Regions from separate parts of the Neogale vison genome. Here region 2 is linked to region 1. The links are chromatin contacts, called in public Hi-C maps. All regions are on one chromosome and are shown on one strand. The core of a region is the stretch at or near the end of the contact, and the rest is flanking DNA. Distances in the headings are between cores, read along the strand shown.

What was found. A called contact is a pair of places that touch in the nucleus more often than the background predicts.
Region 2: a contact with region 1 is called in a Hi-C map of fibroblasts, with 4 times the contacts expected there. The contact joins the promoter of FAM102B here to the promoter of LOC122900265 in region 1. A contact is called at or near these places in 2 of 3 Hi-C or Micro-C datasets (fibroblasts and muscle).

What each region holds. Positions count from the first base shown.
Region 1 is chr2:92,791,217-92,796,918 of ASM_NN_V1, forward strand. It overlaps LOC122900265 (calcium-binding mitochondrial carrier protein SCaMC-1), which reads right to left and starts at 3,165. Exons shown (of 10, transcript XM_044238800.1): 1 at 2,830-3,165. The coding sequence starts at 3,012.
Region 2 is chr2:92,942,105-92,947,487 of ASM_NN_V1, forward strand. FAM102B (protein FAM102B) reads left to right here and starts at 3,734. Exons shown (of 11, transcript XM_044238802.1): 1 at 3,734-3,934. The coding sequence starts at 3,795.

The DNA.
Region 1 (5,702 bases), core at 1,915-4,414:
GATGGCAGGATGAATAGGCAGGCAGAGCACAAGACTTTTAGGGCAGTGAAAATCCTTCTATGATATTATAATGATGGATACATGTCATTACACATTCATCCAAACCCAGAGAATATACATCACCAGTGAACCCTCAGGTAAACTATGAGCTTTGGGTGATAATGATGTGTAGGTTCATGCTTGGTTAAAAAAAGGTACCACTTGGCTAAGTGATGTCGACAATGGGGGAGGCTGTGCACGTGATATGCAAGGGCATATAGTGTATGGGAAATCTCGGTACCTTCTTCTCAGTTAAAATTGCTCTTAAAAAAATAAAGTCTTCATAAAAAAGTGTTTATTTTATTTTATCCAGCATTTCATGATATCTTGCAGTAGGAGGATTTTTGGTCATCTTGTCCTATACATACTGGAAATATAAGGACTAACAACTTTACAATTAAATTTTATCTATTTTTTTCTGTATTATCTCAAAGGAGGCACTGCCTTATTTAGGCTATTTCAAATCAAGTCCTAAATCTTTTTGCATTATTGTGCTTAGATGACCCTCATCTAAGATATGACCCTCATCTTTGAGATGCTTGGTCTTAGTGGAGGATACAATCAATAACTAAACATAACACTCTCTGAAAATTATGATTTGTGTGAGACCAAGGACCTACACATAGTAGGGTGTGATCAACTCTTCCATAGAAAGTGGCCCAGAAAGACTCATCTCAGAGGAGGTGGTATTTATAAAAACAAAATGAAAACAAAAACCTCTTTTTTCCCCTAATCATAATAATATACAGTTATTTTAAAAAATGTCAATACAAGAATTGTGAAGAAAAAAGTAAAAAGGCAACTCCTACCATCCATAAATAATCATTACTAACCTTTTATTGAAGAAGACACCAGTCAGAAAAGAGTGCTGGGATTAGTTAATATCTATCATAAGCAGAGAGAGTGATATTATAAATATGTGTAGTATGTATAAAGTACATTTTATCCTTATGTATAAAATACATATATATGACAGTGATAAATATATGCCATCCTATTGTATGTTTGTATAGAGTGATTCTATACAATTTATAATTTGTTCATATATAAATTTTGGAAAATTAAACATATTTCTTATTCCTGATTTTGAGTTCATATTTTCTTAATGTTGTCAGAGGCTTGTCTATTTTAGTCATATATTTTTAAAAGATTTTATTTATTTCACAGAGAGAGAGAGAGAGATCAAGAGATCACAAGTAGGCAGGCGGGGGGGAGGGGGTGGGGAAGCAGGCCCCCCAACAAGCACAGAGCCTGATGCGGGGCTGGATCCCAGGGCTCCGAGATCATGACCTGAGCTGAAGGCAGAGGCCCAACCCACTGAGCCACCCAGGCATCCCTATTTCATTCATATTTTCAAAGAACCAACTGAAAAAGCAGGTCTTTGGGAATTTAAAGCATATATTTAAATAATTCAGGGTCAAAGATGAAATCACTTTGGAAATTACAAAGTACTTGAAACTAAACAGAAATACAAACTTGTGAAATGCCGCTAAAGCGAGGTAGGTGGGGGAATAGGGCAACTGAGTGATGGGAATTAAAGAGGGCGCACATGATGTGAAAGGCACTGGACATTATATGCAACTAATGAATCACTGGACACTACCCCCAAAACTAGTGATGTACTCTATGTTGGCTAATTGACTTTAAAGGCAAAAAAGTGATCAAAGGGATATTGTAGCTCAAAACTAAGGAATCAGCATTCAACTAAAAAATTAGAGCAAATGAGTACACCCAAAGAAAATAGAAGGAAATATACAGAAATTAATGAGAAAAAAATTAAAAAGAGAACATCAGTCAAAAGTACCAAAAGTTGGTTATTTCAAAGGATAAATAAAGTAGACAAATCTTTGGCAAGACTGAAGTGTGGGGGGTGGAGCTCGATATCAGAAATGAAATAGAGCATATAACCACACATAGAGTCAGAACGTTCTAAAAAATCATAATTGAGTATTAACGAACCTTGGAGACAAGTCTTCTAAAAATTGTAACTCACTAAATCTGACTCAATAAGAAATAGTAAATAAACTAAAGGCACCTAGAACTACTAAAGACATTGAACGGGTAGCTTAAAATATAACTGTGAAACAGTTGTTGGCTATTGGAGTTTAATCACCTTCCCTCTTGGGATAGGGAATGCCATAGTGTCCTCTTATGTTTCAGAGGAGTTGGAGAGGTTCCAAGTATCTCCACCCTGGTAAAGGGGCTGAGCTTCAGAGTCACAATTAAAATGACTCAGAGAAGTTGAAACTGCTCAGCGACCGGCCAACCCTTTAGATGAATTTATGCAGTTAGGACATTTAAGAAGGTCTTAAACAATGGAATGTTGCCTCTCCTCAACAGGAAGCTGGAAGAAACAAAGGATTGGTTTTTGGTTTTCAAAAGTTCTGAAAGACTAGACAAAACTAGCTAGTGTAACAAAAGCAGCTTCTAAGGGATGCAAAATATGAGCCTTTTACGGAACGTGAGGCCCATTTAAGTCTGAGAGCTCAAAAAAAAATTACTGATTAATTTTGCAAAAAGGCAGGTGAAGGACCTGGGATGCATTCCTACCCAAAGTGCTATGGAACAGCGCTTTATATTGTTACAGTGGGCCACCATGTTCGCTGCACTCATTTCATTCGGAAAAATACCTGTAGGCTTTCAGGCTGACGCGCATCGGCTCCGGGAGTAACTGGCCCCGTGCCCCACTCCCGAGCTTCGGAACCCAGTCGCGGGCTGGAACCCGCAGTTCCGCCTTCCGCCGCCCGCGCCCAGAATCTCCGCAGCCCTCCCGGACGCACAGCGACCCACCTCCTCGGCGTCCTGGCCCAGCGGGATGCCCAGGCTCTTGAGCCCCTCCTGAAGCTCGCGGATGTCCACCACGCCGTCCTTGTTGTGGTCCAGCCTCTGGAAGAGGGTCTCGTAGCGCGTCCGCGGCTCCGCGTCCTGGCAGGCCGCCGCAGGCAGCACGAAGCCCCGCAGCCAGCGTAGCATGGTCCGGGAGGCGAGGGGCGGCCCAGCCCAGGGGGGTCACGGGGACGAGGACTGCCGGGCGCGACGAGGTCCCGCGCGACGGCCGCCGCCTGGTTTCGAGGCGTCCAGGGAGCAAGAGCAGAGGCAGACCCCGGCCCAGCCCAGCTCGGCGCGCAGGGAGTGGCCGCTCCCGCTGCTACCCGGGGAGGAGCTCGCCGGGCGCCGGCCTCCCTGAGAGGCGTGGAGGGGCGGGCCCGGAGCTGCCTGGCAAGGGCAGGAAGTGAGAGGCCGGCGGGTGGGTCTCGGGAGGGGCGTTGGGACCTGGGGAAAGAGTTCCGCTCTTTCTCCGTGAGCTGTCAGAGGTGCAGGTTCGAGGGGGAAACCCCCCAGAGGCCTTGGTTTTGGGCTTCCGCTGATTAAGTGCTGGGGGAGGGGGAGAGAAAGTTCGAAGCTTGGGTTACTCCACTTCAAGCTCCCATACCTAACAGCTTGGAGTCTGCAAACTGCCCACAGGTAGTCAGCCTTCTCTGCATAGACATTTGGGACCCGTCGGGCGGCACAGATCTCGGACTTTTTCCGAGAGGCTCCACAGATACTACCCATCTCTGGACCTGTTTTCTATTGACAAAAATGAGGAAATTGAGTGCTTGCTCTCCTGGGTTGGGAATTCTTCTTTAAGAAGCAGAGGAGTTAAAGCTGAAAGCAATTTAAAGAACAAAAGCAGCACCTGAAACCAATACAATATTACATGTCAATTACACCTCAATAAAACTGGGGTATCAGAAAGAGAAATTCAAGGTTCGTCCAGGTGGGTGGTGGTAAAAAGAAAGGCTACTTGGCTCTACAGCTTAGTTTGATCTGCCCGCTGATAAATCACAGGATTTGCCAACAGCATTTGTGAGCAAAACCTCAGGTCCCTGACTCTCGGGAATGGGTGCAATTCCAAATTTAGGGCTTACTTCATAACATGGAATAAGACCGGGATCCTTGGACGTCGAAAATGCCTTCCGCTCTGTAAACCTGTAAATGTGGCAGAGCCTCTCTGAGCAGCCTCTTATCAGTAAAATGAAAGCAGGAATATCTGCCTCATGACAATGTTGTAGATTGTATGCAAAAGGTCTTAATACGCACAAGTGCCAAATGGGATATCATAAACTAATAATTTTCTGTTCATTCATAGCTGCTAAACAGAAACTGTCATTGCATTCCTTTATTTACAGAAAATACAACTGGGTACTTGTAAGGCTCTCCCCACATACTCTGAATCACTAAGCAAACACTCGTTCTTCCAACAAAACCCAGGAACTTGAACCCTGAGTCACTTCCCCCATATCATTTTTTACATTTAAGATATATGTGAATCTAGAGTTGCAAATTGAGGGCTGTCTGTTTAGTTAAATCACGGTGTGATCAATTTATTTCTTTATATTACTTCCAATTTCTGGTCTTAAGAATTATCCTCTTCCTGGGGCACCTGGGTGGCTCAGTGGGTTAGGCCTCTGCCTTCCGCTCCGGTCATGATCTCAGGATCCTGGGATCGAGCCCCATATCAGGCTCTCTGCTCAGCAGGGAGCCTGCTTTCCTCCCTCTCTCTCTGCCTGCCTCTCTGCCTACTTGTGATCTCTGTCTGTCAAATAAATAAATAAAATCTTTAAAAAAAAAAAAAGAATTATCCTCTTCCTTGGAAAAGCCTTCCAATGTCATCAGATTGTTGTATCTGTCCTTAATAACCTCTTTTAACCTCCACTGTGTATACTCTGTACTCGGAAATGCTGCTTGAAATAGTCATCCTAGACTTGAATGGTTTACATTTTTTTTTTTTTGCAGTAATTGGAGAAATTGTCCATCAAAATTTTGACTGAGAAAATTTATGTTCACACAAAAACTTGTACAAGAAAGATTATAGCAGTTTTTTTTAAAGATTTTATTTATTTATTTGACAGAGATCACAAGTAGGCAGAGAGGCAGGCAGAGAGAGAGGAGGAAGCAGGCCCCCCGCCAAGCAGAGAGCCCGATGTGGGACTTGATCCCAGGACTCTGAGATCATGACCTGAGCCAAAGGCAGCGGCTTAACCCACTGAGCCACCCAGGCACCCGATTATAGCAGTTTTATTCAAAAACAGTTCATGACGTGTTGTTACACAACACTATGGCTACAGACCAGCAGCATCAGTATCACTTGGGAACTTTTTAGGAAATAGTCTCAGGACCACCCCAGAGCTGCACTTATGCAAGAGCCCCAGGTGATCCTTTCCTATATTAACGTTTGAGACACTCTGCTAGTAAAAATAATACCATTCAAAGTGTGGTTTGCACTCTAGTGCCAGACTGCGAGCTGCTACCTGTTCACAACAAGCTAAAGCAAAGATTTAGAAGCATTTAGAAACTTTATAGCAGTTTTGATGGAGTACTTTTGTTTGTTGAATCTGATAATAGCTCATGAATTATCTTTTTAATTTCACTTTTCTAATAAATCATTTTTACTGAATTTTACAACAGTATGTGTCCACAACAGATTAAGAAGACACTGTTACCGTACAGAATAAAAGTAAAGTCAACAATAGAAACTTCCTGCATGAGAGAATAAAACTTTACATCTGCAAGAGAGAGGGCATCCCTATCCATTTCTGTGTTAATAATTCCCAAAGACCAGTGGTTCCTGTAGAGGTCAAGAGGAGAAACTTTGAACTCCCTCAGATTTCCTTACCCTG
Region 2 (5,383 bases), core at 2,484-4,983, 150 kb after region 1:
GAGAACCATGGAGCTCTCCTACTAGCTTTGGACTGTTTACCTCCTGATTTTGATTAAGAGAGAAATGAGCTTCTGACATATTTAAGACACTGTCTATTGAGTTTTATGTGTAGCTTAACCTAACTTTAACTTACATAATTATTCTCTAATTGTTTGGTATGGTTACTTTTTCTTTTGCCTACTCCTTTTAGTTGAAGACCTTTAATACTTGCTTCTATAGCAGAAGAGACTACCAAATCTCTGACACAAGTAGTCTTAGCTCATGTCTACCATCTTTATTGTTTTACCTCAGAGGTAATACACTTAGGATTGGTCCAAAATTCAGAACAGTTCAAGCAGCATTTATTGAATATCCACTAATGCCAGGTACTGGGTGAGGTCATCCTCTATGGGCTGCATCTCCCAGGTCCCTTTGCCCTCTGGCTTCGGAACATGGGAGGTACCAGCAGGAGATCAGCAGGCAGAAAGTGAGAGAGGTCAGGATATTTATCCTCCCTCCTTTCAGCTCCCAACAGACTGTGTGGTCCTCACCCAGTCCTCAGTAGAGTCCTTTCATTTAACTTTCCTCATTTAAACACTTTGAGTATGATGTCTGTTTTTCGCTTGGGCTTTAATTCATACAAGTTATTTCATAATCAAACCATGGATCAAAAAGAGAGTACTAGACTCCCTTCCTCCAGCTGGAGCTCTTTATAAAATGCAAATCAGGCCCCTTCACATTCCTCTGTGTTAAAACTTCAATGGTTGACTAATACATCCCTGTCATAACACCCCACTGTAAGTTGCAGCCAGACTGAACAACTTTCAGTTCCTCCTGCAACGTGGTCTCTCTTCCTTTGAGTCTTTGCACATGCAGTACTTTCTTCCTCGAAACTGCTCCCTACCCCCCACCCCATTATTCAGACATCAGTGCAAATGTCCATAACATTTTTTTATTTTCCATAAACCTACTTATCCTACTTAGAGGCTATTATGTACTCCCAAGGCAGCCTCTATTCACCATCATATACAGATAGTACTCAGTGTTATATTGCACTGCCACTGCCTGCATATTTGTGTCCTCCATTAGACTGTAAAGATATTGAACAGGGACTGCAGCTCAGATCTCTAGGACCTATTAAGGTGCTTGGTACATAACAGGTTCTCAATAAATCTTAGATAGTACCTAAATGTTATTGAAAAAGCTTGAACCCTCCTCCATTAGCCACTGCCCTGTCTCTTTTCATTCACTGACAAAAATCATAAAAGATAGTTTTTAGTGACCCACTCTTCATGACTACCTTCCATTTACTTCCCAGACCATTTTAATCTTACTTTGCCACCATTTTTTATAGGGACTTCTCTTGCCAATAGTACCAAGGACCTCCTCGCTCTTCAATTTAATAGATTCTTTTTTTTTTTACGATTTTATTTATTTATTTGACAGACAGAGATCACAAGTAGGCAGAGAGGCAGGCAGAGAGAAAGAGGAGGAAGCAGACTCCCTGCCGAGCAGAGAGCCCGATGTGGGGCTCGATGCGGGGCTCGATCCCAGGACTCTGGGATCATGACCTGAGCCGAAGGCAGAGGCTTTAACCCACTGAGCCACCCAGGCGCCCCTAATAGATTCTTTTCAGTCCAAATCCTCTAGGAATGCTCTGCAGCACTTCTGGAAACTCCTTCTGTTGTCTGGGAATCATGGATCTGTCTCTCTCTCTCATTGATTTGTTTGCATATCTATGCTATCCTCCATTCATTTATAAGTCCCCATATGTCTTCTTCATTTCTATCTCTAGCCCCAAGCATAGTAGTATAGTACCTGGCACATAGTAGGTCTTAATAACTATGAATGTTAAATGATTAAAACTCTTGGTTTTCAGGTAATTGCTCTTCCTCCTCCCCACCTCCCTTCCTTCTTTCTTCTTATTTTTTCCATCTCTCTTTCTTGATCTCCTCCTTCTCTGATTGTTCTCAGGCCCCTCAGACTTCTCTTCTTCCATCTACCCATTAAATATTCTTCAGAATATTTTATTCACCTTTGGGGGCTTCAGCCTTCAGGAAATACTCTAATTTCCTCATGTTTTCAATCTCAACCTTTCACCTGAGCTAAGGCTGCCCTTCTCTCCCTGGATATCTCATAGGCAGTTCAAATAATGCTTCCATTTCCAACCTGCCCTCCTCCTGCTTCCAAAACTCAGCCAATGGAATTAACATGCATCTCTATGTCCAAGTTACAAACCCCAAAGTCTCCTTATCTCTTCCAACTGCTTTTTGTCTCCTGCCCTCCTGGGCAGCCAGTTTTATCCACCACCAAATCCCCAGGCCCAACTCCTAAATCTGCCTCTGGGTCTTCTTTTTCTTGCACCTAGAACATCCCAGGCAAATCCTACACATTCTTTGAAATTCAGAACACAGATTAACTTTGCCTAATTGCTTCCTCTTCTAAGTTCTAGACAAATTGCTTACTTATTCTGAACAAACACAACCTGATGTGAGATTTAGTTTTTAATGAATGATTTACATATGTCTCTCACTAGATGGTAAAATTCTTGAAGGCGGGTTTTTGTCTTCATTTTTTTGATCACTTGGTGTAGCCAGTGACTGACATTCTAGGGGATTAAAAAGTATTTTATATGAATGAAGGCCTTAATAATTGAGTGAACTGGGAAGGAGAATCTCTGCAGTTACAGGCTTTCAGAGATTAGTGGCAATCTTGAGTTAAAAGGGCAATAACTCAGTCTGAAAAAACTAACTTTATGTAACCAAGTGGGCAACATATATTGTAACAACATACACAAGCCTATGGAAGGAAGGTAATTGCTCTGCATCTTAGACTTTATTTTCAGGCTTTTCAGTTCTCCGTTATGGACAGCCGTATTTTAAAAGGTAAGGTATTGTATTTTACCCCTCCTGTACTCTTTTATCCTGGGGGACAGGAATTAAAATATAAATAAGAGAAAATGCCTAAAGCAGTGCAGTGCCTGACCACCTGGAAGACCCTCAACGCATTTTAATCCCTTTCCTTTTTCCTACCTCGTCCTCATTTTATATTAGAAGCCTTGTGAATTTAGAGTATCTAAACCATATTTTAGTTTAAGATTTCAATTTGACGTAAACAACGTCGTGGAGATTCTGATTAGCCCTATTAACCCATGACTCTCAAACCCAAGAGGAAAAAAAAAAAAATCTCGAGGGGGAGGGGAAACAGGAGGCGGAGCAAAAACTGAAACCAGGCCGAGAGGAAGCTGTAGAAGGAAGCTCCTTTTTGGTTGGGTTTGTCTTTTTTTAACCCCAGAGAGGCGTGACGCTCTAACTGCCGTCGTGGGTCAGTTTCCCGGCGAAGCGCCCGCCCGCCCCGAATTTCCTCGCCCGCCCTCTCGCTTCCGCCCCGCGGTGCGCTGCTGGGCGCCGCCACTGGGGGCGCCTTGGGCCCCGTGGCTCTGAGGCGGCGGCGGCAGCGGCGGTCTTCCAGTCTTCGCCTTTCCCAGCTCTCAGACGGGCGGCGGCGGCGGCGACCAGCTGCACACCGAAAGGGCACCCACAGCCCAGGCGAGCTGCAGCACGACCGCTCCCCGCGGGCGGGCAGGGTCCGCGCCGCCGCGCTCCGGCCAGGGCTGCCGCGAGAGGCGGCGGCTGCGGCCCCTGCCCCGGCTCCGGCCGGCCCGCGGCGCCCTCCGGCCGCGCCCCCGCGCGCAGCTCGCGGCCCCGGCCATGGGGCTGCGCGGGCTCGGGGCTCCGGTGAGCTGAGGCGGCGGCGCCGGCCCGCGCGCCCCTTGGGGCCGCCCCCGCATCCCGCTCGCCGGCGTCTGGCGCTCATGATGATGAAGAAGAAGAAGTTTAAGTTTAAGGTGGACTTCGAGCTGGAAGAGCTCTCCTCGGTGCCCTTCGTCAATGGGGTCCTCTTCTGCAAGATGCGGCTGCTGGACGGCGGCAGCTTCACCGCAGAGTCCCCCAGGTAACGCGCCCTCCGCGCCCCGGCGAGCCGCTGCGCCCGCCCCGCTGGGGTTTCTTCGATGGGCAGCTTGTCGTTGCTTGGCCCATTTGCTCTCTTCTCTTTCTCTAGAGCTTCTCTTTCTCTAGAGACCGGTCTGAAATCAGGAGTTCATTGATCTGCACAAAGTGCTTCGCAAATGGGTCCATCTCGGCTGGGCTTGGCTCCTGTCTCCTGATTCCAGATGGTTCCTGGTATCTGCGCTTCCCTCCTCAGTGCTCTAGGAATGGGAGCCACGGCCAGAAGGGAGAGAATACTTCTGGTTTCTCTTAAGACATCTTCATATTTGCGAAATGTAAAATGGAACTCGAATTGTTGTTGCAAAACCAAAAAGAACCCAAACTGCTTGAGTTTCAAGAGTCCTGGCCCTGGTCAGAAACATGTGCTTAGCGTAACTCCTTTTCTCTTGGTGCTTACTCGGGGACTCAGAAGCCCAGGATGCAACCACGGTAGGCCCTATCAGGCTTGACTTAAGTCAAGTGTTCCCTGGCCAGGAGACACCAGTTTGTGCCTCATAGGAGCGCTGCGTCTCCAGTTACGCGCTAACACTCACTGAATTACCAGTCTTGAGGTTGCCACTAGTGGCTCTCAGTGTGAAGGACTTAGAACCAGAAGGAGAGCCCAGACCTGCCCTCATTTTGAAATGAGGCCCTGGGCATTCTCCGGGAGAGTCATTGGCAGGTTACAGAATGAAGCCAAGGGTGATAGTGTTCCTTGAGTCACTTAAGGTCTGTTTGGCAGGTTGACAGATTTACCCTTAAGTTAGTTTTCCTTAAGAAAATAGGAGATTTATGGAATTTTTTAAAAATGAATTTTAAAGTTCCTGAGATCAAGGGAAGAGATGGACAGTTGATGCTTATTTTGCCTAAATTTACGACTCATAGACTTTATTTTTATCCTAGAAATATTCTTTCTTTTTACCTGTCATCCCTACTAGTGTAAACCCAGAAGGTCAATGGGTTTTGAAATTGGGGTCAGAAAATTGGCTGCGGTGGCAACGCTGAAGCCTATAGATGCCAGAAAATGTAAATGCCTAGTTGGCCAAAGCAAAGGATATATAAAGCGTTATCGACTCTCAGAATTAAAAAAACAGTTACCCGAGGATACTTTTTAAGATTAAACTGTGCTGCCAAATCTTTTGTGGTTATCCAGCTAATTAATTGCACTACAATCATAACACACTGGTGAGAGAACAGTGTAACTTAAAATGGTACAGCAAATATTGTACCAGCTCCTCAAGTGTGGAAAAGCCAAAACCAATTCTTGAATGTCCTGTGGGTGCAAATGACTATCTTACCCTGGGTCTTACCCTTTTCTTTCCGGGTCCCACCTGGCCACTTCGGGCTGTTAGACCAGCTCTTTTGGGTCAGTGGTGACACCTGGTGGTCAGGGTACTCTCTCTCTTACCTCTTT